Regions from separate parts of the Mus musculus genome. Here regions 1, 2, 3, 5 and 6 are each linked to region 4. Evidence: chromatin contacts called from public HiChIP or PLAC-seq and promoter capture Hi-C data. All regions are on one chromosome and are shown on one strand. Each heading gives the region's core, a stretch centred on a gene start, on an enhancer-like site or on the middle of the called end of the contact. The rest is flanking DNA. Distances are from core to core; before and after follow the strand shown. Region 1 holds the start of Prorsd1 (prolyl-tRNA synthetase domain containing 1). Region 2 holds the start of Sh3pxd2b (SH3 and PX domains 2B). Region 3 holds the start of Rhbdf1 (rhomboid 5 homolog 1). Region 4 holds the start of Erlec1 (endoplasmic reticulum lectin 1). Region 5 holds the start of Cfap36 (cilia and flagella associated protein 36). Region 6 holds the start of Snrnp25 (small nuclear ribonucleoprotein 25 (U11/U12)).

Region 1 (3,807 bases), core at 108-2,607, 1.4 Mb after region 4:
CCTCTGCCTCCCAAGTGCTGGGATTAAAGGCATACGCCACCACCGCCGGGCAATAAATCATTTTTAAAAAAAGGTTAAACTAAAAAGTTTTAAAATTTTGAAATCCTGAGTTCAGAGTGAAACTGTAAACACAACTCTGACTTACTCTTTTGTAGTTTCTTCCAATACTGAGTAAATCATAGGCTGGAACAAATCCCTGTTTTCCAGTCTGCCCTCCTTCTTCTACTGCACAGGCAGAGAAAGCTCCTGGCTAATGTGGTGTGTTTATGGTAACTCACCCAAGAGTGTCTGCTTAGGGGCTCAGTTTTTGACCATGTATGGACACTATCCCAGCTCCTAGCTAGCACGGCATCATTCCTTGCCAAAACTCTGTGAAACCCTCTTAAGACCAGATGAGTGACTTCACTGACTTCCACATGTGAGATTGATGAGCCCGCCCAAAAGCTGCCTCCTAGTAAACCTGCCTTTATCTACATGTAATATGTTCTAATCTGGCTCTATTTGTGTCACCGAGGGAGAGAAAAAGCATACCATCTGTGTCTTAAGAGGGGTTCTTTTTCAGATCTTCACTCCCAAATAAATACAATTAATTTATATTAAACATCTCTGAGTGTATCAGTGTTTCATGTTGCATGTGAGCCTTAATTTCAAAGTTTAAGTGAAATACTAATGTGGAATTTGAACCTTATTCAAAGTAAGTGGTCCCACCATGGTTGCAAATTCCAGGCCATAAGTATCATAACGACCACTGTAATTCGTCGCAGTACTGTTTTCTTCCTTTCTTTTCTTTTTTCTTTTTTTTCGAGACAGGGTTTCTCTGTATAGCCCTTGCTGTCCTGGAACTCACTCTGTAGACCAGGCTGGCCTCGAACTCAGAAATCCGCCTGCCTCTGCCTCCCAAGTGCTGGGTTAAAGGAGTGCGCCACCACACCCGCAGTACCGTTTTCTAATATCATAATATGCGGGAGTGATGGCTGGTCTTCCAGAGGACCGAGTTCGGTTCCTAGCACCTACATGACTCACCATCACTCCAGTTCTAGTAAATTGAACACCTTCTTTCAGCCTCCTCAGGCACTGCTCACACGTGGTGCACAACCATGCAAGCCGGTAACTAACGCCCATAACACATAAAATTTAAAAGAACGGAAAGACGGAAGTCACAAGCTACAGTTGTTGAGGCATGAAGCCACATTGCCGCGGCCGAGCAATGGAACCCGGAGCTTTCCGACCCCGGCACTGGAGGCTCAGGTGGTTGGGGGTGTGGCTAAGCGCTCTCGGCGGCCCAAAGATGGGTCAGGCCACAGAGCCATGCCAGGGCGGAGCAAGCAGCCATCACCACGCCCCCGAAGCCGTGGCACTTCCGGTAAGCCTGCCCACGTAGAGGGGAAAATGGCAGGCTCGGAGCTGCGGGCTGAGTTAGAACAGAGGCTCGGCGCCCTCGCCATTCGCACGGAGGTCGTGGAGCATCCCGAGGTGAGACTGCGGCCCCAGGAAGGCAGAGGGTCTTCGGGCGAGTGTTTATTGGGTCCAAGCAGAGGCTTATAAGTTTATTTAAAACTGCGGCAACCGTGAGGAAACTTGTCCTGGGATGACTGACGTGACTTAAAAGCCGGTTGGATAGCTGATACGTTATGTAGATAACTAAGGAACAAGGCACTACATAAGTGGCAACCCTATAGAATCGCCTAGGCTGTATCTGGTACCAAAGGCACAGCAGGCCATTGAGGTGGCTTGGTTTTTTACTTCTTTGGACAGTCGTTACCACTGCAGCACGGCAAGGATCATTTCCCAAATAATTACAAAAAGTATATAACCCCTGAGTCTGGAGAATTGTTTTCGCGGTTAAGAGCACGTACTTCTCTTGCAGATGACACGAATTTATTTCAGCACTCACACTGAGAGCTGTTTAAAACTACAGTTCCTCTTTTGGCCCGCTCCCGCTTGTGCCACAAACAAAAGTACGTACCTTAATTTTAACATGACCTACACTGGAGATGTACAATTTTTGTGGAAACTATTATGAGGGTTGGTAAGGCTTGCACGACACATTTTATGATAGAAAACACCTGTCTTAATATTTACTATTTCCCATTTTTACAAAGGTCACATTCTGTGTACATTCCCAGCCTCCAAATACTTTAAGGCCCTGGAGTACTGGTACTTGTAACATTAAAAAAATGTTCTTTATGTACTAACCTGGGGTCTTATGTTCTTCATCGATGCCCTTGTAGTGAATGTCTGGGACTCTGGAGATAAATATTAAGGACTGTCATCAAATTTTACGCCAAAGTTCAAAAGTTATAAGCGTCTCAGGCACCTGATGGCTTTGTTAGCCACTGGGATAGAAAACTGGCCCAACAAAAACTGAGGTCTTGAGGTCTGCAACTGTGATGATTAAGGCTCCCCCTGAACCCCAACCAGGATTTTGCTGCACTCTTGAATTCTTGATCTCGGCCTCAGCTCTAAGTACCAGTACTCCAGGTACCAGGCCTTTAAAGTATTTGGAGGCTGAGGTTTTTAGTTCAGAGATATTGTGCCTGCCTAGCAAGCATAGCACTCTGGGTCCTATCCTCAGCACCAAAAGGCCCAACCCCTATCAAAACATTTATAACGAATACCAGTTAAATTCAGAGCATCCACCATGAAAAATATGTACAACCGTGGATATGTATGTGTGCAATTTACAGTGTTTTTTCTTTTGCATATTTTGCAGGTGTTTACAATTGAAGAAATGATGCCTCATATTCAACATCTGAAAGGAGCACATAGTAAGAACTTATTTCTTAAAGACAAAAAGAAGAAAAACTATTGGTTAGTCACAGTTCTTCATGATAGACAAATCAATTTAAATGATCTTGGCAAGCAGTTAGGAGTTGGGAGTGGAAATCTTCGGTTTGCTGATGAAACAGCCATGCTAGAAAAACTGAAAGTTGGTCAAGGCTGTGCCACACCTTTGTCACTCTTCTGCGATGATGGAGATGTTAAATTTGTCTTGGATTCAGCTTTTCTGGAAGGTGGACATGAGAAAGTGTACTTTCACCCAATGACTAATGCTGCAACAATGGGGTTAAGTCCTGAAGACTTTCTCATATTTGTGAAGGCTACAGGACATGATCCCATAATTCTAAACTTTGATTAAAAAATGATTGGGAGGGCTGGAGAGATGGCTCAGCGGTTAAGAGCACTGACTGCACTTGCAGAGATCCTGAGTTCAATTCCCAGCAACCACATGGTGGCTCACAACCATCTGTAACGGATCTGATGCCCTCTTCTGGTGTGTCTGAAGATAGCTACAGTATACTCCTATACAATAAATAAATAAATAAATAAATCTTAAAAAAAAAAAAAGATTGGGAGCCAGGTGTGGTGGCATATGCTATTTGCCTAGCACTTTAGGCAGAGCAGGCTGATCTCTGAGTTCTAGGCCAGCTAACATCTAATAGTCAGCTGCTATGTCAAACAAAAGTCAATTTGGTTAATATTCATAATAAACTCATTCTGACAGCTGTTTTTATTTCTTGTGTCTTTAATTTGGAGACTATTATTTACCTTAAAGATATTTATGTGTATGAGCATTTTGTCTGCATGTAATGGTACAGTCAGGTACCATTACAACTGGCTTATTAAATTCAATGTAGAAAAACTAGAAGTAGAAAATTGTTTCCACTAAAGTATTAAATTTATATCTTAAAACTCGGCTGCAAAATATAGCATCAGAACTGGTTCAGATGACAGAGAGGCAGTTCCCTTTGTCCTCTACCCTAACTTACTATCCTATTTTATGATAAATTTATTCATCTTTGTTAT
Region 2 (3,850 bases), core at 1,158-3,657, 1.4 Mb before region 4:
TCCAGCTTCCCAGATGGCTGTTATTTTCTTTTTACAAAGTACCCAGCCTCAGGTACTAGGCTATACAATGAAACTAGACTAAGATGGTCCCCAAGGGGACATGCCACACTCAATATCTGGTTGTATTTTTGTTCTTACAACTGAGGAAAGGGAAGCTGCTGTGTAGAGGCCAGAAGCAAGGTAACATCAGCCAGGCCTCCAACATCTGCCTCCACACCCACTCCTTATTGTGTGTGGAGCTTGGGGGCAGGCACTATAGTCCAGTCTGCTGCTGCTGCATTTGGGACGATGTCACTATAGAACCAACTTATCTGCTCCTCTGGATGGCTCTGGCTGCATTCTTCTATACTCCAACCCCCATTTGGGGAACCAAAGACTGGATGGCAGGGAGAAGGCCCCTCGTCACAGCGGTGACTAAGCCCGAAAACAGAAGAACAAGCTCTCGCATGATTTCAATCAGAGAGACATAGACGCCACAGGGCTGCAGTTAAGAAACCCCATGTCAGTCACATGATTGCCGCCCCCCCTTTCCTCGGGAGGAGGCATCAACACCACATCTTACAAATGAGGACACAGAGACTGAAAGAAGTAATATTTAGCAGCCTGGGAGTCGAAGAGCTAAGCTTGCCCAAGCTAGAGGGCTACACATACCTGGCTCAGGGAGCCCTGGACAACTGGCTAGAACCTCAGGGGTACCCCTCAAAGCCACAAAAGTCTGAGCTGATTCCCAGGTTTTGGGAGCGTTCTGTCCAGGGCCTCTGTGGGTGTGTGGGATGTGGAAAGGGGCGTGGTCTGACGGGCCAACGTCTTTGGTCCAACAGGCCTGCTCTGCTCCTTACTGTTAGCTGCCCCATCCTTGAAACAGACTTGAGAAGACCACCACTAAACATGTGTGACACCACAAGGGAGTAGAAGGTGACACCCAGTCCTTGGTGGTTCTATCTATTCTGGTTTGTCGGATCTGGTGGAAGGCGGCATGGAGGAGAATTTCAGACTTCCTCCAGTTGGTGTGTTGCTGAAAACTGTCCCATACCCAAGAGGCAACTCAACAGGCTTCAACAAGAAACCAAGACTTGGCAGCATTTGAAATAGTTAAGGGGGGGGGGGGGGGGAAAGGGAGTGGGGGTGGGGAAACCAAGACAATTTAGCTGAGCTCTGAAGCAGGGAAAACTTAGCTCTATTTAAAGATACCACAGGTCCAGGAAGCAGCCCCCCGCTGGCTGGCCCAGGGCTGAGTTACTGAAGGCCTAGACTATAACAATACACTGGAACACAGCACACCCTTTCTTGTAGAGTACAGTGGATACCCGGCCATCTCCTTTCAGAATTTTATGGGCGACTCAGGGAAGGCATGTATAGCTGTCTGCTTTGTAAGAATGGATCTCTTAAACAAATAGATCCAAAGGGGCTTCCAGGGAGGCCCCTGGCCAGCCTTTCTCCAGCCAACGCCCTCTCTAGTCATTGTTCCTCACTTCTTTGTTAGGATTTTTTTTTCCCTCCCTCTTGCTTTTTTCTTTCCTGGTTAACTTCTTCAGGACTGGCACAGCCACAGGGAAGCCAGTCCCCCTCACACCTGGAGTGAAGTCCCCAGGGCCTCCTCTAAATCCACTGTCCTACTACCCAGAACCTCTGAGGTGGAACCAAGGCCACCTCAACCTCCAACAAAGTCCCCAAGCAGCCTGAGAGGCCACTTCCCACTTGAGGGTCACCGTGGGCCCCAGGCCCATCGTCCACGTTTGAGAATCCTCAGCCTTTGAGTCTCAGCGTTCCCATCTGCAAAATGATGCCAGGGACCCATTTCCTCCACACCTTAGCAGCTCCAAACAAAATTCTCCTGTCACAGAGGGGGGTTACTCCTGGGGAAACTTTCCCACATTGTTAAGCGGAAGTTACAGGGAAGGGGCGCTCAAATGACCCATGCACAGAAGGATGAAGGGCTAGGTTCGCTAATCCTATGAGGCTGGGCGCCTCTGGGTAGGAGGGTGGCCTGAGACCCACGGCTCCGTGGGTTTCTCTCCTGGTTTCTGTCTTAGTCTGCAGCAGCGGCTGGGGCCAGACTTTTGTACGGGTGGGCAAGGCGAGAGCTCGCGAGGAGATGGCGAGGACCAAGGGGCGAGCGGGGAGATGGCGGGGAAGGCACAGGGACCAAGGGCTCGTGGGGAGACAGACAGCAGGGAGGGCGCGGGGACCCGGGGCGCGTGGGGAGACGGCGGTGAGGGCGCGGGGCACAAGTTCTGCGCGGGGCTGGGATCGCCGCGTGGCGCGGACGCCGACTCACATAATGCTTGTTGGGCACGCGCCGCTTCTGCACGTCCAGCACCTTCACCTCCACGATACTGCGCCGCGGCGGCATGGCCGTTCTCCGCGCCCAGCGCCGTGCGGGCCGGGCCGGGCCAAAGCGATCCTTGCCGCCGAGCACTTGCCGCCGCCGCCACCGCCCTCCGCGCCCCGCCCCTGCCCGCCTCCACGCCGCCCGCCCACCCTGCTTAAAGGGCCCTCCCGGCCCGGCCCGGCCACGTCCGCCCGCGGGCCTTTGTCCCCGCGCCCGGCGGGACGGCGCGCTCCGCCCCCCGCGCCCGGGCCTGGCGACTCTAAACCCAGGCACCCAAGCATCTTGCTCGAGCTCTCCATTCCCGTTAAGGGCTCAGGGAGGTTGCCCATCCCCCTCGGTGTGTGAGAACCGCTGGCGTGCCAGTCGCTATAAATCCGATCGCTTGCCCCCAGGGCTGGGGGCGGGGGCTGGGGGTCAGGGAGAGGTGGTCACTAGGTCTCTTGGGTTTACTGTCTATGACAGGGAGAGGAAAAACTGCAAAAATGGCCTGGCAGCCCTGCACAGGGCTGCGAAGGTGAAAGAGAGCAGGGATGCTGGGTAGGTAGCAAGCCCCTGACCCCGTGGGGGACTGAGTCCACACCTGGCCCTGTGCCCTGTCATTATCACGGATGCTCACTTAAAATCTCACAACACCTGGGAGTTGGGGGTCAGGAGGGGATGGTTAATCGCCTTTTACAGAGGACCTGAGGACAGCCTCTAGATTCATGGAGCAGGTGGGTCCAACCCATGGTTGCCCCACACTAAGCAAAGCAAAGCTACAAGTGGCTCCACATCTCTTTTCTCTAGCTCATCCTAGCATTGGCTGGGCGCTCAGTAACTAACAGATGCTGGCTGAATGAATGGATGGATGGATGGATGGATGGATGGACACACATAACACCATGGATAGGAAGTTCAGACTGCAGGTAGTGGTTTCTCAGCCACGAAGCAGGGGTTCCCCTTCAGGCACCTCCCCACCCATAGATCAGTCGAGGAATTTCTTAAGGGAGAGTTCTCGTCAGTCCAGGCAGGCCTTGCAGACTACTTTATTTTGAATCCCTCTGGAAACCCCTCTATTGCCTTTTTGGCTTCTTTGTCCGTGCTTTCTGCTGTTCTGGCCTTGAAGGCTGGTCTGGATGGGCTTCACTAATAGAAGGGGTTACTTGATTGGTACCAGGCCAAGGCGGGAGGATTGTCTTTACCAAAGCCAGTTTTGTACCAAAGATGGCTTTGTGCTGCCTCAGGCACAGGACTATCTTCTTGGCGCTCTTGATTAAGCTGTTCTTACTGACCCACTCGGAGATTGTGGAGAGTGGCATCCATTTGGAACCAGGGCCCTCCCTGGCCCAGTAATTCCCTCCAGTGCACCAGATCCTAAGGTGCTTCCCCAGCAGAGCTGCCACCCAAGGCACCCGCTGGTTTCTCTCATGTCCTGCACAAAGCAGAAGCACAGACTGTAGAAGTTGGATGTACCTGAATCAGCTAGCTCCTCCCACTTCCCAGTTCCCCAGCTCTGCCTGTAGCTGTAGTAATGCCATC
Region 3 (3,563 bases), core at 987-3,486, 1.3 Mb before region 4:
GGGTCTCTATAGGTGGGGGACCCTCTATGGTTAGCTGTTTCTTGGGAAGAGAGGGTAGCTATCAGGCAGGCCAAGGAGAGCTATGCTGTCAGGCTGCTAGGATCTTGGCCCAGGAACTTATAGAGCCTCTTTGCTGAGTCCAATACCATGAGGAAGGGGTTTCTTCAGAAATAGCTGGAACTTCAGGCCTTTGAAGTCTAGCCTGGGCTAGAACAGGGCTAGCCTTGGCCATTCTGTCTTCTCCCCAGCTAGGTAGTGTCCAGGATCCATCTCTACATCTCTCTGTGGGGTGCTTGGAAGCTAAGCTGTGGGTTCAGGAAGTACCCGTTGAGATTCCTTTTACAGCTCAGGGATTCTAACCACACAGATGCTGGCAGAGTACTACACAAGACCTGGAGGTAGTGTAGAAGCCTGTCTATCCCAACACCTATTCACCAGTTCCAGAGTATTAGAAACTGCAGCTGACTTCTGTTCGGCACAGTCAATAAAAGTATGTGAGAAGCCACGGGTTGGATTCTTCCACCCAAAGCTTAGGTCAATAGGGCAGGTAGGAGGTTCTGGGACTGTGGAGAATTGGGTCTGTGGAGACTGGATGAAGGCTTGACTATTTGTCCACACTCCTCTGCTCAAACTGTCCATGCCCTGACTCAGGACTTGAGGATGTGTTTCACCTGGGGAATCCTGAAGCCATATGCTGAGATGGGCATTTGTCTGTAGGCATCATGCTCTCAGGAACAACGCCTGTGTGTGTGGATGGACATGGAGGGGTTTGCCAGGGGCGGGGGCTGTCACAGACTCCCCTGCACTATGGGAACTCCAAGGTCGATGGAGCAATGAGTCCTGGAAAGCTACTTTTCTGTCACTGTGTGCTGACAGCACTGTGGTATTCTTGCATTGAAGATGACTTGGGCTGGAGAGATGGCTCAGCAGCTAAGAGAGCTTTCTGCCTTTACAGAGGACCAGAGCTTGGCTCCCAGCACACACACTGGACAGCTCACAACTGCCTATAACTACAGTTCCAGGAGGATCTGATGCCCCCTCTGGCATGTGTGGGCACCTGCAACCACACACAGAGATAAAAATAAACACAGAAGAATTCTTTCTGTAAGAAAAGACGACTGACCCCTGGGTGTGTCTTCACAGTGAGTCTCCTGTAGGACTTCTTGCAGCTGGTAATAGATTTCTAGGTCTCAACAAAGGTCTAGGTGACCCTGCAGCATCCACAGCAGGAAGGAGTAGGGACCTACAGGCACCAGATGCCCGGTTCCTGTGGCCGGTTCCCTGATTTTCCAGAAAGGATGCAACCCCCGCACCTCCAGCCAGCCCAGTTTGGGCGTCCAGACCCTGCTTATTCCTAGCATGAGTCAAGAATGCTAGGCATGAAGACTGTCCCATCTCTGGCTTGGCATGTGTGGGTTACAGGAGCCCAGAACATCTGCACCACGACAGCTTTCTTCTCCCTCAGCCTTCAGCCTCAGCCGAGAGCAAAAGAAGCACTTCCTGTCCAGTATACAGAGTGATGAACCGTGCCTGACGTTATACGTGAGCACTGAGGCTGAAGAGAGAAGAGTGAGCGCATGCGCGGATGTAATGGCTTGAGGGGTGGCAGGTGTAGTCTAACCCTTGTACCTGCTGGGAAAGAAGTAGGGGAAGGGGTAATTGCTGAGCTGCGGTTCCTGTGAAATGGTGTATCAGTGTATGAACGTGAGTGTGCACACTTATAAATGTGTTAGGGTAGAGAGTGTGAGCCCATGGAAGTGCATTTTGAATAGGTGTGCGCACGTGTCTGTGTAAACAGGTGCGAGAGGCCTGAATGCATGAATGTTTGTTAGAAAGATCAGGCGCGTGTGCACAGGACAAGTGAGAGCTTCGGGACCCTCAGTGATGTGCCAGTGCGTGCCTTCGGAAGGGGCGTTCAATCTGCCTTTTAGGTCCCTTCCCACGCCACCCTCTTGCTTTGGAGGTCCCCTTCCTCTCTTCCCAAGCACAGGGGCAGCACAAGATGAAGGAGTATGGAAAGGCGAGTCCAAGACAGATGTTATGATTAAGGTGGTCGCTGGCGAGCCCGACTCCCAGCTACAGGTGTCTCTGCGGGACCCCTGGCAGAGCACAGCCGGAGGTCTTCCCGGAGGAGGCGCCCGGGGCTGGCAGCGGGCGGCGCGCATTCCTCAGCCCTGAGTCAGGCGGCCGCCCCTCTGCCGGGCCCGCCCCCGGCGCGCACGCCCCTCGGCCCGTGGCATTCCCAGGCGGACGGGTCGGGCCGGCGCGCGGGCGGCGCAGGCAGGGACTAGGCGCGGGCGCCCTCCCGGCCCGCAGCGGCGGCAGCAGCCGGTGCAGACCCTTCTGAGGACCCTACGGCGGTGAGTGGCGGCCGGGGTCTTTGCGCGGGGTTCCGGGCGGGCGAGTGCGGAGCTTGCGTTCTGGCGCGTGTCCGCCGATCGCTGGCAGTCGGTGCGCGGAGTTTCCCGAGCGCCGGCGCAGGCGGCGCGGCCCGGATTCCAGCCCGGCGCCCCACAGAAATAGCCCGTGGTCGGATCGGCGCGGCCTGGCGGGCGGGGCAGCGGAGTAGCAGCCCCGCCGGGTCCCCGGGGACAGGAGTCCGGGGGCCGCAGCCGCCCTGAGCGGCCCCTCCGCTGCCAGCCCCCACACCCCATGCCCTCCGTGCTCCCAGGGCCCCGAAGGTGGCGTCTGAAACTCTGCACAGAGAGCGCGACTTCGGGCCACAGGGTCCGCTTCCTCCCACTCACGGGAGTAACAGTGGCAGCTGCGGGCCGGGGAGCTCGGCTGGGCCTGCTCGGCCCGTTTCAGCCCGGTTCGCATCGGCAAACTCGGGAAGTGCCTCCAAAGACATCTCCTGCCCTGTACAGTGGCCCCGGGGGCGAGCCCGAGGCCACAGTCGGGATCTTGAAGTAGGCCTGGGCGCGGTGGGGTGACCGCGGACCCCAAGGGCTCAGGGATAGGCGAGAGGGCCTGTCTGTCCTGCTGGGAGCACGCTAGTAGAGCTGGGTGGAGAACGGTCAAGGGACTCCCCCTAGGCTTTCTTTCCGCTCAGATAGTCCGGACCAGAGTTCCTGCTCCGTGTGCCTCTTGGAGTAGTGTGTCTGTCTGCGTGGGCGGGGCCTGGATCCGGAGGCCCCCCGCTCTGTCCTGGGAAAGCCCCCCCTCCCCACTTCCTGTTGAAGCCGGGAGAAGATTCTAGGATGAAACTGGCTTTTCAGGTTTAGACCAGCTAAGAAGTCGGGGCAGTCCCAGGCTAGGTGCTCCCCACCTCCATGGGGCGAGCCTCAGCCCCTTGCCCCCGCCCTTAAGCCTAGAGGATGCTGGGGAACTCAGCAGCTGGCCAGTTCTCAAGAGGTTGCAGAGGCTGAGCCCTATGCTTACCAGGGTCATTCTGGGCAATCCGGGTAAGAGGGCAAGGGTGTCGGGTAGGTCCAGTACAGTACAGGGTAGGGTAGTACAGGTTCTGGCACCAGTCCACAGAACTCCAGGCAGCCTCCATGGCTGGCTAGCTCCTCTGCAGGAGCCTTACTGGGAAGTCCACTTGGGTGAGCCAGTATAGCTCC
Region 4 (3,771 bases), core at 465-2,964:
ATGCAATGAACAAAACATCAGTTCTAGAACAATATTGTTTTAATAGTGTGAGTCTTTACCTTAAAGAAAACTTACAAAGCTGAAAAACGGACTGCTCTTCCTGCTTTTTGATTTGGTTCAAATTTGAGTGTGGGGATATGACAGCCAGCCTTAATCTAGTGGCACTATGTTTTTACCCACTGAAAAATGAACTGCTCTATCTCAGTCATTAGAGTAGAAGTCCTCTGTGATGACTGACGAAACTTAACGTGGAGCCAGGCTTCCCTTAACTGGCCAATGAGTCTTTTGCTCTGGAATGCCTGGGAGATCCTAATGGATAGATAAGAATCAGACAATGGGGCTATAAAGCATTAAAGGCTGCTTGCCTTTTGTAAAACTTACTATCGCTTTGGGGAAGGGATAAAATGGTTTTTTTTTTTTTATTACTGTATAATGAGAAAGTAAGAAACAACTGAGAGAAGTGAGACAATTTTCCTGATCAGATGTAGACTCCATGGATATCAGTAATCCATGTAATTCAGATGTCCTCCTTAAAGCCCCACCTTAATTCACCTTTTGCATGGTGGGCTGTATTTGCTCTATGGCTCCCTTCCTTCTGCCAACAGTAAGAATAAGTTCATTTAGTCTAAATTTGAATTGAGTCTAAGTCTCTTCTCCCAGTGGATTTTAACACCACAACATGGGCAGTCCTTACCAAATGTTCTATGGCAAACACTGTAAAATTATTACACAGGAGATGAAAAAAAATGTGGACATTATTTTCTTTTTTCAAGAAGGGGACAAAAACCAAAACTTTCTGTCTATATTCAGTCTGCTGTAACTTGATTCATAACTTCACATTCACCTGGCTCTGGCCTTGACATAAACTTTCTGGACTTAAGTAAAATAACAACAGTCCAACACTTGAGTCAAGGGAGGGAAAACTTCTCCTGAAGTAAAAATGCAGGACTGTACGCGCCTAGCCACCCAACAAATCTATGCCAAAGTCGAAGGACGTGGCAGGTGTCACTGGGGGTGTCCCCAAACACACAGCATCTGAGACAGACGTGACAACAGTCGCCATCAAAAGAAACTAAGAGAAGCTTCTGGAGAGAAGATGGAGAGTGCAAATAGCAAAAGACTGGAGGGTAGGCAGCTCAGTCGGAACTGTAAGTTCTACTTCGACTCTGCACAGCTCGGTTCTCTACTTGCTTTCTGAGAGCGGGCCGCCGCCCACTCACCCCCAAATCCCGAGAGTCCCTAGCGGCTGGACTGAGCGCGCGGGCCAGGACTCACCTGGCCGGGCCGCTTCGTCCAAGCGCCGTCTCCAGACCCGTTCAACCGGCGTCAGTCCCGGGCCTCTGCGTTTGAGTCCAACCGCTAGGATGCTACAGCAGCAACGCAATGCAACGCGACCCAAGCGCGGGCTTCCGTAGGCCACCGACTCAACAACCCCGGATGTTGATGTGCTGCCTGCCCCGGAAGCGGTGGCCCCAAGCCCTTGTAAGGCGGAGGCGGCTTTGCCCAGCCGTCTGCAAGGAGACGTGGCGGCGGCGGTTGGGTCCCCTGCACTAAGGACGCTTTGTAGTACCTCCTCTTCTTCCTCCTCCTCCTCCTCCTCCTCCTCCTCCTCCTCCTCCTCCTCCTCCTCCTCCTCCTCCTCCTCCTCCTCCTCCTCCTCCTCCCCCTCCTCCTCCCCCTCCTCCTCCCCCCCTTCCTCCCCCTCCTCCTCCCCTCCTCCTGTTCTCCTCTGGTAGAGGAGGTTGTGACGGTGGCTGGAGGACGCGGCAATGGAGGAAGGAGACGGCGGCTTGCGGAGCCTGGTCCCCGGAGGGCCACTGTTGCTGGTTCTGTACGGTCTCCTGGAGGCGTCCGGCGGCGGCCGAGCGCTGCCCCAGCTCAGCGACGACATCCCCTTCCGAGTCAACTGGCCTGGTACCGAGTTCTCTCTGGTCAGTGCCCTCACGAGCCGCAGCCTTCTCCCCTCTTTCTGGCACGAAGCATTCGGGCCAGCCCTCGATTCCTTAGCTTTTTCTTCCAGAACCTTTTTTTCCCAAGCATTTATCGACCCCAAGCCTAAGTGTGTTCGTTCATTCATTAATTCGTTTAGCACACTAAGTGGATATGCCCTCCATACTAACTAGGAGATCAGCGGTCACTTCATCTCCCTCCTTTAAATCTCATTACGTTAGATCTGGCTTCTCTACAGCCCCACTCTGTGGAGGAAGTTTTAGAATTAACTAGCACATCACCCTACCCGCACAACCGTCCAACAGACAGGAGTCCCATCTCTATTCATTCTTTCTCTCCAACACACACTTAAAAACGACGTATACAGCTTCTGAGAATCTTTTCCCTTAAGGCATTTGAGAGGGCTATTTGGTTTGGAAGATATTAGTGAGCTTATATGCGGAATACTACTGGCCATGCAGAATAGACTAGAGGCTTGAATGTATTACCACTATTATTTAGGACTCTAGAACATGAGATTAAAAAGGATTTTATGATCGTTAATTAATGTGTATTGTGTAAAAAGGCAAGAATGAAAGAGCCAGTGGCTGTGAGGCTCCCAATGTGAGAACTGGGAACTGTACTCACCCCTCCGAGAAGAGTAATAATGTGTTTTTAATTTCTGTGGCATCTCTCCAGTCCTAGAATACGAGATTTTGGTGTATAATCTAACAAGAATGGAAATTCAGTTTTGAATGATTGTAGTGCTGAAATGTCTATCCATGTGTAACTACTACAGACAAATTTACCACACACCTAGATCTGGATTCCATTGCCAGCACCGCCAAAAAAGTAAACAAGTGCAAACTAGAACTTAAACAGATCCGCCTGCCACGGCCTCCTGAGGGCGGGGCTTAAAGGTGTGTGCCACAATGTATAGCCTCAATGTATGTATTAATTAGCATTTAAACTTCAATCTATTGCCTTACTAGTTTTCTTTTACAGCCCAAACTTTATCTTTTCTGTTAGATAGGACAACAGTATACAGTTTTTAATTTCCTCCTTATCATTTAAAGATGTTTACACTATTTTGCCTACATCTGAAAATGTGCTTTAACAATCTTCAGTAGAACTGGTCAATTTACTTGAGGAACCTTTGTTCTAAAGAGCACTGAATGTATTCAGGGTAAAGCACCTTAACTGACAAAAAATAATGTATGCTTTTGATTCTGTTTCTAGCCTACAACTGGAGTTTTGTATAAAGAAGATAATTACATCATCATGACAACTGCTCATAAAGAAAAATACAAATGTATACTTCCACTTGTGACAAGTGGGGATGAGGTATGTTTTTTATACATATATTGCTGATCTCTCTAACTAAAGATGCATTTTACAGCCTTATGATCATATATTAAAATAAGTAACAAGCGTCTCAACAGCCTTGTAGCAAAAAATATTAAATTGGGAATTTATTTTAGAAAAATTAGCAACCAGGCAAGTGTGATGTTCACACCTCTAATCTCAACACTAAGAGGTTCAGGCAGAAGAATTACCATGAATTTAAGGCCAGGCTGGACAGACACATTGTGAGACCTTGTCTAAAATTACAAATGGGAGAGAGGAATTAGTTACTAATGTTTTGAATAAAAAGCTAACTCTTTGCTTGTTTTCCTTTATAGAAATGGTGTTTGTGGAACACAATACAGCTTTTAATGTAAACATAGTGCTTTCATAAAGAATTTTTTATAATAAATAATTCTCCAGGTTCCTTATACTTTCTCACTACCTCAGCGCATGCCCTTTTCTTCCTCCTAAAACAACCTAACTCCTCTTAGCCAT
Region 5 (3,841 bases), core at 129-2,628, 1.7 Mb after region 4:
AGCTCCCGATGAGGTGAGAAAAGCAGTGTGCCACTGTGGACCACTCTTACGGCTCTTATGATGGCTGTAGGCTGAGATGTTGTGATACCGCCATTTTGGACAGCTCCTGAGGAGCCATAGGCTGGGCAGCAAGGAGGGGCCTGGAGCCCCTTTGATGACTTTTGTGGCTCAGCAGCTTTTGTGGTCCTCAGAGACTTCAATGATGAGACAGGTGACAAGACAAATCCCCACAGAAATGACCTTTTCGTCCATAAGGAAATTCTTGGACAGAAGACAAGATTAACTAGCTAACATACTAATTGCTGACTTGAGAGCTGGGTCCTCTATCAACAGCTTTAGTATATATTGAAATAGTTCTCAACCTGTGGGCCACGGATCAGAAATCCTGCACACCAGATTTACAACAGTTGTAAAGTTACAATATGGAGTAGCAATGCAATAATTCTATGGTTGGGTGTCACCACAATACGAGAAACTGTATTAAAAGGCTGCAGCATTAGGAAGGTTGAGAACCACTGAAACGTTGAGATCTTCAGGGTCCTCTGCCTCTAATACCCCTTTAGTTCCTCCTGAGCTTTCCATGAACATTTGCTGTATGTAGCTCCTGCCCTCAACCAGACCTGGTACTGTGCTGTCGGCCCAACACACAGTCACCTCTGGTTCTCACTGAGTCCTCCACTTCCACTTTCATGAAACTGAAGTTGTAGAGTCTGCTCCTCCAGCTCCTCACCACTCTCATTATATAGCCTTGGTGGGCCTGGGACTCTCAGGTCTGTCTGCCTGTGGCTATCAGGAGTATTGGGATTAAAGGTGTAGGCCACCACATCTAGTTATAAGATTCTTGGGAGTCCTCTGGCTCTTAAGTAGGAAGAGAGCAACCTTGATACTTTCTAAATACTGTCTATGAAAGCCTAATTAAATGGAGATTAACTGATTTTATACTTGTCCTAATTTTAGTTGTTGTTAACTAAGCTTAGACCCATCCTTAGACAGCAAGCAAACGGCTTGCAGAATCAATCAGTAAACCTCACAGAGCATATTTCTCTCAATTTTGTTTTCAAGGGCCAGGGGGTCTGAAGACCGCTAGGGATGAGGTGGGAGGAGGTCCTCAGGGAAGCCACGCCTTCAGCACGCCATTTTGAGACGGGCCGCGCGCACACGGGAGCGCGAACGCCGTCTCTAAGCGCAGTAGCCAATGCCCGCGCGTCTGCTCTCAGCCTAGCAACTACGGGCCAATGAGTGGAGGGCTATCGTTTGCCCCGTTCTCTTCTAGCCAATAGGAAACGTTCCTAATCCAGCCCCCCCCCTCCAGGAGCTCAGGACTCAGGCCTCACTTCCGGGCTGCTGCGTACGTTGTCATAGCGACCATTTTACGTTAACTGGTTTGTGGTGTCTAACCTGGGGGCCCGGCGATTGCGGGGACCTTGCTGCCCGCATTCTCCGTCGCTTCCTGCGGCCGAAAGGCCAGACAGGGCTGGGGGAATCCGGCCTAGGCGTCCGCGTCGCCGGGTGCGAGCGGGATGGCTGCGGAAGAAGAGGACGAAGTGGAATGGGTGGTGGAGAGCATCGCTGGGTTCCTGCGGGGCCCGGATTGGTCTATCCCCATCTTGGACTTTGTGGAGCAGAAATGCGAAGGTAAGAACCAGACTGTGAACAAGCCAAATATTACTGTCTCTGCCTGCCGGGCCTAGGACAGTTTTGTAGAAGGAATTACGTACATCCCTTCCCGAGTGGCTCGTTTGTTTGCAGACGTGAAATTGCTCACCAAGACTTTTCACCCACTCTGCCCGAGCGCCTGTCCTGAAGACATTAGACTTTAATCCCATGTTCGGCCTGTCACTTCACCCCGTATCTTTCTACCCCGCGCAAGTGGACTGTTTGGGTAACCAGCATCTTCCTCAGTTATTTGGGGAAAACGTCGTTTTTCTTCGAGTTCCTTCTGACCCCTGAGATGTCGCCCTGTGGACTCAGCCTATGAAATGACAAATTCACTCTGGCCATTTTATCTGCAAAGGGGGGCATTCGATTACTCCGGCAGGACCAAAGCAGGCGATGGGGAGGAAGAGCTTTCTAACAAACGAGATATACAAATGTGGCATTCTTTTGAAGGACCAGCATCAGTGCTTTCTGATCGGTTCATATCACGCTCATATCCGAGTTCATAAGACGAATTGGACTCTGTTCATAGAGAAGCAATCACAAACGATGTCCTATCCAACCTTTATCTTGGTTTTTTTTTTTTTTTTTTTTTTGCCTAGGCAATACTTGGAGGGTAGCAATATATATCGTCTGAACTTGTGTCTTAGGTTAGGGGGACAGACTTTTTGTAAAGATCGGTGCAATAGAGCTGGGGTGAGTGAATACTGACTCACAGCTGCAGAGAACACATTTCAGTGAAGGGAATCTTTTATACACTTTTCTAGGATGAGGTGGCCTGCTTGAAAAGTTAATGGGTTCCCAGGCATTTGAAGTATCTGCATACACTCGACAGTGACTGTACTGCAATGCAGCTTGTTTGAGATTCAGCTAACAGAGGGTTCTTATCCTGAATTGTCTTGCAAGACTTCTCTCAAACCCAAAATTCTATGAATCTAGTAAAGAAAGAATGTTGTTTGATCACTGAACCTTTTATTTTATTCTAACTGTTAAAGTTCAAACACGAGTTAAGTGTTTTGGTAGGCAGCTTTTATGAAGGATCAGAAAGCAAAGCAATTGACTTGTGTTCCTGTAGAATTTAGAGTGCTGTTAAAAGGTTGATGAATCATGGGGATAGCCTGGCCTCCTGCAAGAGGGATTATGTCTCCCACTGATTTTCATGTATTTTTGAGACTAAATCCTTAATAGAAATTGTGTGGGGTATGGTATGCCTTCTATCCATCCACAGGTGTCAAGAGTGGCTACATCTCGGTAGTAACAGCTGATTGTGCATTTTTACAGAGAAGCAAAGCTAGGGCTTACAAACACACCACAATGATGTAGTTTTAGAACTGAAAAGAATTAGTATTTGTATTGAATGCATGAGAAGTGTCACAGAGACCAAATGCAATGTAAAAAGAATTGAAGTCAGAACACTTGGAATAACTTTATACCTCACTGATGTGGGGCTGCCAATGTGCTGTTCTCTGCCTCAGAATGCTTAACGATTAGTTTGGACAGCTCTGTGATATTAACCTTTCAGTATTCACTGAGTTATCTTAGAGCAGACACTGGGGATAGATATGCTATCCTTAAAAAGTTTACAGTCTACCATAGAAGGTGCACAAGTAAAGAGTAAAATATAAAGTGTCAAGTGCAGGTACATAAATGTTAAAAATAAAGGCACTGAGAAGATGGCTTAGGGGCAAGAGTGTTGGTAAACTTGATGAGTTGAGTCAACCCACAACCCACATGGTGGAAGGGGAGAGAGAACAGGTGCCTGCAAGGACATTTATAAGATTTCTATATTTGTACTTAATTAAATGATTTGTTCTTTTACACTGTTTTATTATTATAAATCTAGTTTTTGATGATGAAGAAGAAAGCAAATTAACCTACACAGAAATCCATCAAGAATACAAAGAGCTGGTGAGTATTTCCCCCTGATTTTTGTTGTTTGAGATGGGGCTTCATTATGCAGTCATGACTGGCCTGGAACTCACTGTGTAGACCAGGCTGGCCTAGATCACACAGAGATTTATGTGTCTCTACCTCCCCAGTGCTGGGACTAAAGGTGTGTGCCAACACACTGGCTCTTTTCATTGATTTTAAGATTGTGAAAAAATTGCTTTTTTAAATTAAAATTCTTTGAAATTGTTTTTAAGATTTATTTATTTTTGTGTATGGGTGTTTTTTTTTTTGCATG
Region 6 (3,784 bases), core at 850-3,349, 1.3 Mb before region 4:
CACACACGGGTGGCTGTCCCAGCATACCCAGGCATGGTCTGAGTTTCTCACTGACTAGCTCTCTGCTAATTCCTTGCTGATGTGAAAGGTCAGGCTCAAAGAGAAGCACGGTTGTGGCTTGAATAAGAAGGTCCCCCACAGACTCAAATATTTGAATGTTTGCTCTTTAATGGAACTGTTTGGGAATGGTTAGGAGGTATGGCCTTGCTGGAGGTGGTGTGCCACTGGGGGTAAGCTTTGAGGTTTCAAAAGCCTTCAGTCTCATGCCTGTGGGGATCAGCATGTAAACTCTCAGTTTCTGCTTCAGGACATTTGCCTGCCTGCTGCCATGCTCCCTGCCATGTTGGTTCTGGACTGTAGCCCTTTGTAACCAGAAGCCCCTACAAGCATTTTCTTTTATAAGTTCCCTTGGTCGCAGTATCTCTTTATAGCAAGAGAAAGTAACTAAGACAACGGTACTTACGCATTACCTCTCCATCCATCTTGCACACACGGACAGTCATCGCCTGGCCATATTCCAGTGCAATCTGGGAGTTGACCTCTTCTAGAGTAACCTAGGGAGATGGAGATCATAAGAGCTTTCTGGTGTTAGAATGGGGCAATTCTGTGTCTGAGAGTCCTGCCCCAGTGGTCCTTTCCAAACATGCCCTTTCACTGACATGGCCCTACCCACACTGCTGGGGAGCGTCACTTGGAGACACCTGATGCCTTAATGTCTCCCTAGTTATAGATGATATATACCTACCTGTCAGTGGCCCTGATCAAAAAAGGGAACCAAGCTTGCCTACTGTTATGGTTTGCATATGCTCAGCCCAGGGTGTGGCACTATTAGAAGGTGTGGCCCAGTTACAATAGGTGTAGCTTGCTGGAGTAGGTGTGTCACTATGGGCTTGGGCTTTAAGACCCTCATCCTTGCTGCCAATATTCTGCTAGCAGCTTTCAGATGAAGATGTAGAACTCTCAGCTCCCCCTGCACCATGCCTGCCTAGATGCTGCCATGCTCTTGCCTTGATGATAATGGACTGAACCTCTGAACATGTAAGCCAGCCCCAATTAAATGTCCTTATAAGAGTCCACGTGGTCAGCCACCTCAGTGAAGTTGGAGATTAGGTTGTATTGAATAAACTTTAAAGGAAAAAAAAAAAAAAGGAGTTGCCTTGGTCACACTGTCTGTTCACAGCAGTAAAACTCTGACTAAGACACCTATTGTGTGTTAGGATTTTCAATTAACACTGGGCCTGGCGATCCTGAGAGTATTGTATCAAGAGGCTCCAGGCCTGTACCTCAGGTCCAGGGTGCAACTGACCGGCTACCTAAAACCTTTGATAACAAAATGTCTTTTGTTTGTTTTGAGGCAGAGACCCACTACTCCAGACCCTTGGCTGGCCTGGAGCTCTCAATGTATCAGGCTGGCCTCAAACTCACAGAGATTCCCTTGCCTCGGCATCCCGGGTGCTGAGATTAAAGGTCTGGCCAGACAAGAGATGTTTTAATAAAACACAGAGGGAAGTACAAATAAACTTGTGTAACTCAGTGGTAGAGCACTTATTTAGCATTCGAAAGGTTCTCAGTTTGGCTCCCAGTTCTGTGCGCACACAGACGTTAAATAAAAACACCTTTGATTGGCAAGGTTAAAGAATACATTAACTACTAAGTCACGCATACTGAAGTTTCAGGCAAAAGGAAAAGACTTGTCACACTCATCCTGAGTTCATATCTTAGTGTTTGTTTAATTCAAACTTCACGGCTCAGAGGGGCTCCTCACCCTAAGCGTTCCACTTATGCGCAGAAGCGTCTTTCTCTGGTGGGACCACCAGCGCCCATCCACACCCCAGAGCCCTGTCTCGCACCTGGATCGGAAGGTCGCAGAGCAGCGGGTCTTGCACCACCATGGCGAGACCTTCTTGGAACACGTCCACAGCCTCGGAATGGGGCAATGTCTCCTCATCATCCTCGTCGTCCTCCGGCACCTCCGGCCGATCCTCAGCCTCCGGGTCCTCCAGGACTGCCTACTACTAGACTAGTGTTGCTTTCCGGCGCTCCTCCAGCCTGCCCTGCCTTCCAGGTTGATAAGCAAAAGGCGCGTGCGCAGTGATTGTGTCCCGCCCCGACGAGATAGCTTAGCCAATGGTATACTGCGTGGCTTCAGTAGCCAATGAAATGTGCGAGTCTTCGGGAGGCTGGGAGCGTGCAGACAGCAGGTTATTGGCTGGATAGAGCAGGTCACGTTGGTGGTGCGAGCGGCGCGGGAGCTACGAGCTATTCTGTTCCCCGCTGCTGAGCTTCTCTTCGGTCTGGGCTGGTTGTCAAGGAAGGCCAGCGTTGCTATCGTTTCGCGCAAGACACCTGTCCCCGTGCACGGCATCACCCAACAAGGTGACGCTGGGAGGCGGGCGCCTCCTGCTGCCTGGGGCCTGCCGTTGCCACTCGCGTGCTGTTGCCCCAGCCAGGTCGCTTCGCAGTCACTTGAGATTATGCCATGGGCTCCATTCCAAAAAATTGCCTAAAAGGTCCACTTTAAAGTAAGGTGGAAGCCGGGCATGATGGTGCACGCCTTTAATCCCAGCGCTTGGTAGGCAGAGGCAGGCGGATCTCTGAGTTCGAGGCCAGCCTGGCCAGAGTGAGTTCCAGAACAGCCAGGGCTATACAGAGAAACCCTGTCTCAAAAATCCAACCAACCAACCAACCAAAAAACCCACCAACCCCCTCCCCGCACAAAAACCAACTCCAACTCCAACACACACACACACACAAATAGAATAAAAAGTGAAGTGAAGCTTTGGCTTGGTGGCACACACCTTTAATCTCAGCACACAGGAGGCAGAGGCAGTTGGATCTGAATCGAGAGCTAGGTCTGTATGGGAGAGCAGGGACTACAGAGGGAAGTTGTCTAAACAAAACAAATCTAGGCGGGACCTGTGGTCCTCGGAGCTGTCAAGGGCAGCCTTGCCATGCGCTGATCTCTAGTCCTCGTGTTCTTTTACACCACCAGTCCCTGTAACAACTGTTCTTATGAGGACGCTGTGTAGGCAGCACTGTGGGCTTTTTCTTTTTTCTTTGCTCCCGTCACATTCCCTGGATAGCTACTTTAATCACTTGCCTCATTTTTAAAATCCTATGTGTATGGGTCATTTTCGGCGTGTATTTCTTCTGGGCACTGAGAAACATCGTGTGAGTGCTGGGAATCAAATTTGGCCCTCTGGAAGAACAACAACCGTGTCTCTCTCTCTCTCTCTCTCTCTCTCTCTCTCTCCCTCCCTCCCTCTCTCTCTCTCTCCCTCTCCTCCCTCTCCCTCCCTCCCTCTCTCCCTCCCTCCCTCCCTCCCTCCCTCCCTCAATCATGGTTATCCTACTTAAAACTCTTATCCCCTATGCCAAGCTTGTTGTACGCACTTGGAGAAAATCCTAGCACTTGGAGAGACTGAGGCAGGAGAAAGGGTTTAAAGCCCAGGAGAGTTGCACAGCAGAGATAAAGAAGAAAGTAAGAGGAACAGGTTACATAGTGAGACCCTTTCTCAAAACAAAAATAAACAGAAAATCTACAGTATAGATTAATGTGGCCATAAGTAAGCACAATTTATTTGTCTTTGACATTTTTGTTTGAGATATCTTCTCTCAAATGAACTGTTTCAGGCAATTTTGGCTTTATCAGCTATGTCTATTAGTTTTCTGCCTTTATCAGCAGAAAAAGCAAGCCAGATCTTTCCTTTCCCATGTTTTCCTTTCTAGGCCATCACGATTTTCATGTCCTACCATTCTACCTCATACCTATATCTATATTTCT

What was found. Promoter capture Hi-C pulls out the DNA fragments that hold promoters and counts their contacts. HiChIP or PLAC-seq counts read pairs in DNA pulled down with a chosen protein or histone mark. Capture Hi-C pulls out chosen DNA fragments and counts their contacts.
Region 1: a promoter capture Hi-C map of adipose tissue shows a contact between it and region 4, with 4 times the contacts expected there. The contact joins the promoter of Prorsd1 here to the promoter of Erlec1 in region 4. A contact is called at or near these places in 3 of 39 promoter capture datasets (the C10 cell line and liver), 2 of 115 datasets of contacts at active chromatin or transcription factors (astrocytes and large pre-B cells) and 2 of 9 other capture datasets (adipose tissue and liver).
Region 2: a contact with region 4 is called in an HNF4G HiChIP or PLAC-seq map of pancreatic cancer cells. The contact joins the promoter of Sh3pxd2b here to the promoter of Erlec1 in region 4. A contact is called at or near these places in 2 of 39 promoter capture datasets (both in liver) and 1 of 115 datasets of contacts at active chromatin or transcription factors (pancreatic cancer cells).
Region 3: a contact with region 4 is called in a promoter capture Hi-C map of pre-B cells, with 4 times the contacts expected there. The contact joins the promoter of Rhbdf1 here to the promoter of Erlec1 in region 4. A contact is called at or near these places in 3 of 39 promoter capture datasets (cranial neural crest, liver and pre-B cells), 1 of 484 Hi-C or Micro-C datasets (B cells) and 1 of 115 datasets of contacts at active chromatin or transcription factors (astrocytes).
Region 5: a contact with region 4 is called in a promoter capture Hi-C map of pre-B cells. The contact joins the promoter of Cfap36 here to the promoter of Erlec1 in region 4. A contact is called at or near these places in 5 of 39 promoter capture datasets (the C10 cell line, embryonic stem cells, hippocampal neurons and 1 more) and 1 of 484 Hi-C or Micro-C datasets (CD4 T cells).
Region 6: a contact with region 4 is called in a promoter capture Hi-C map of pre-B cells, with 4 times the contacts expected there. The contact joins the promoter of Snrnp25 here to the promoter of Erlec1 in region 4. A contact is called at or near these places in 3 of 39 promoter capture datasets (hippocampal neurons, liver and pre-B cells) and 1 of 484 Hi-C or Micro-C datasets (B cells).

The regions. Positions count from the first base shown.
Region 1 is chr11:29,512,583-29,516,389 of GRCm38.p6, reverse strand. It overlaps Prorsd1 (prolyl-tRNA synthetase domain containing 1), which reads left to right and starts at 1,357. Exons shown (of 2, transcript NM_026465.3): 1 at 1,357-1,473; 2 at 2,714-3,807. The coding sequence starts at 1,390. The coding sequence ends at 3,139.
Region 2 is chr11:32,346,397-32,350,246 of GRCm38.p6, reverse strand. Sh3pxd2b (SH3 and PX domains 2B) reads right to left here and starts at 2,407. Exons shown (of 13, transcript NM_177364.4): 1 at 2,279-2,407. The coding sequence starts at 2,353.
Region 3 is chr11:32,220,966-32,224,528 of GRCm38.p6, reverse strand. Rhbdf1 (rhomboid 5 homolog 1) reads left to right here and starts at 2,236. Exons shown (of 18, transcript NM_010117.2): 1 at 2,236-2,360.
Region 4 is chr11:30,952,074-30,955,844 of GRCm38.p6, reverse strand. Erlec1 (endoplasmic reticulum lectin 1) reads left to right here and starts at 1,714. Exons shown (of 14, transcript NM_025745.3): 1 at 1,714-1,931; 2 at 3,169-3,273. The coding sequence starts at 1,770. Asb3 (ankyrin repeat and SOCS box-containing 3) reads right to left here and starts at 1,447. Exons shown (of 10, transcript NM_023906.3): 1 at 1,276-1,447.
Region 5 is chr11:29,244,809-29,248,649 of GRCm38.p6, reverse strand. Cfap36 (cilia and flagella associated protein 36) reads left to right here and starts at 1,378. Exons shown (of 10, transcript NM_025740.3): 1 at 1,378-1,635; 2 at 3,500-3,564. The coding sequence starts at 1,521.
Region 6 is chr11:32,203,730-32,207,513 of GRCm38.p6, reverse strand. It overlaps Snrnp25 (small nuclear ribonucleoprotein 25 (U11/U12)), which reads right to left and starts at 2,099. Exons shown (of 5, transcript NM_030093.3): 1 at 1,851-2,099; 2 at 464-554. The coding sequence starts at 1,892. It also overlaps a transcript of Il9r not described here.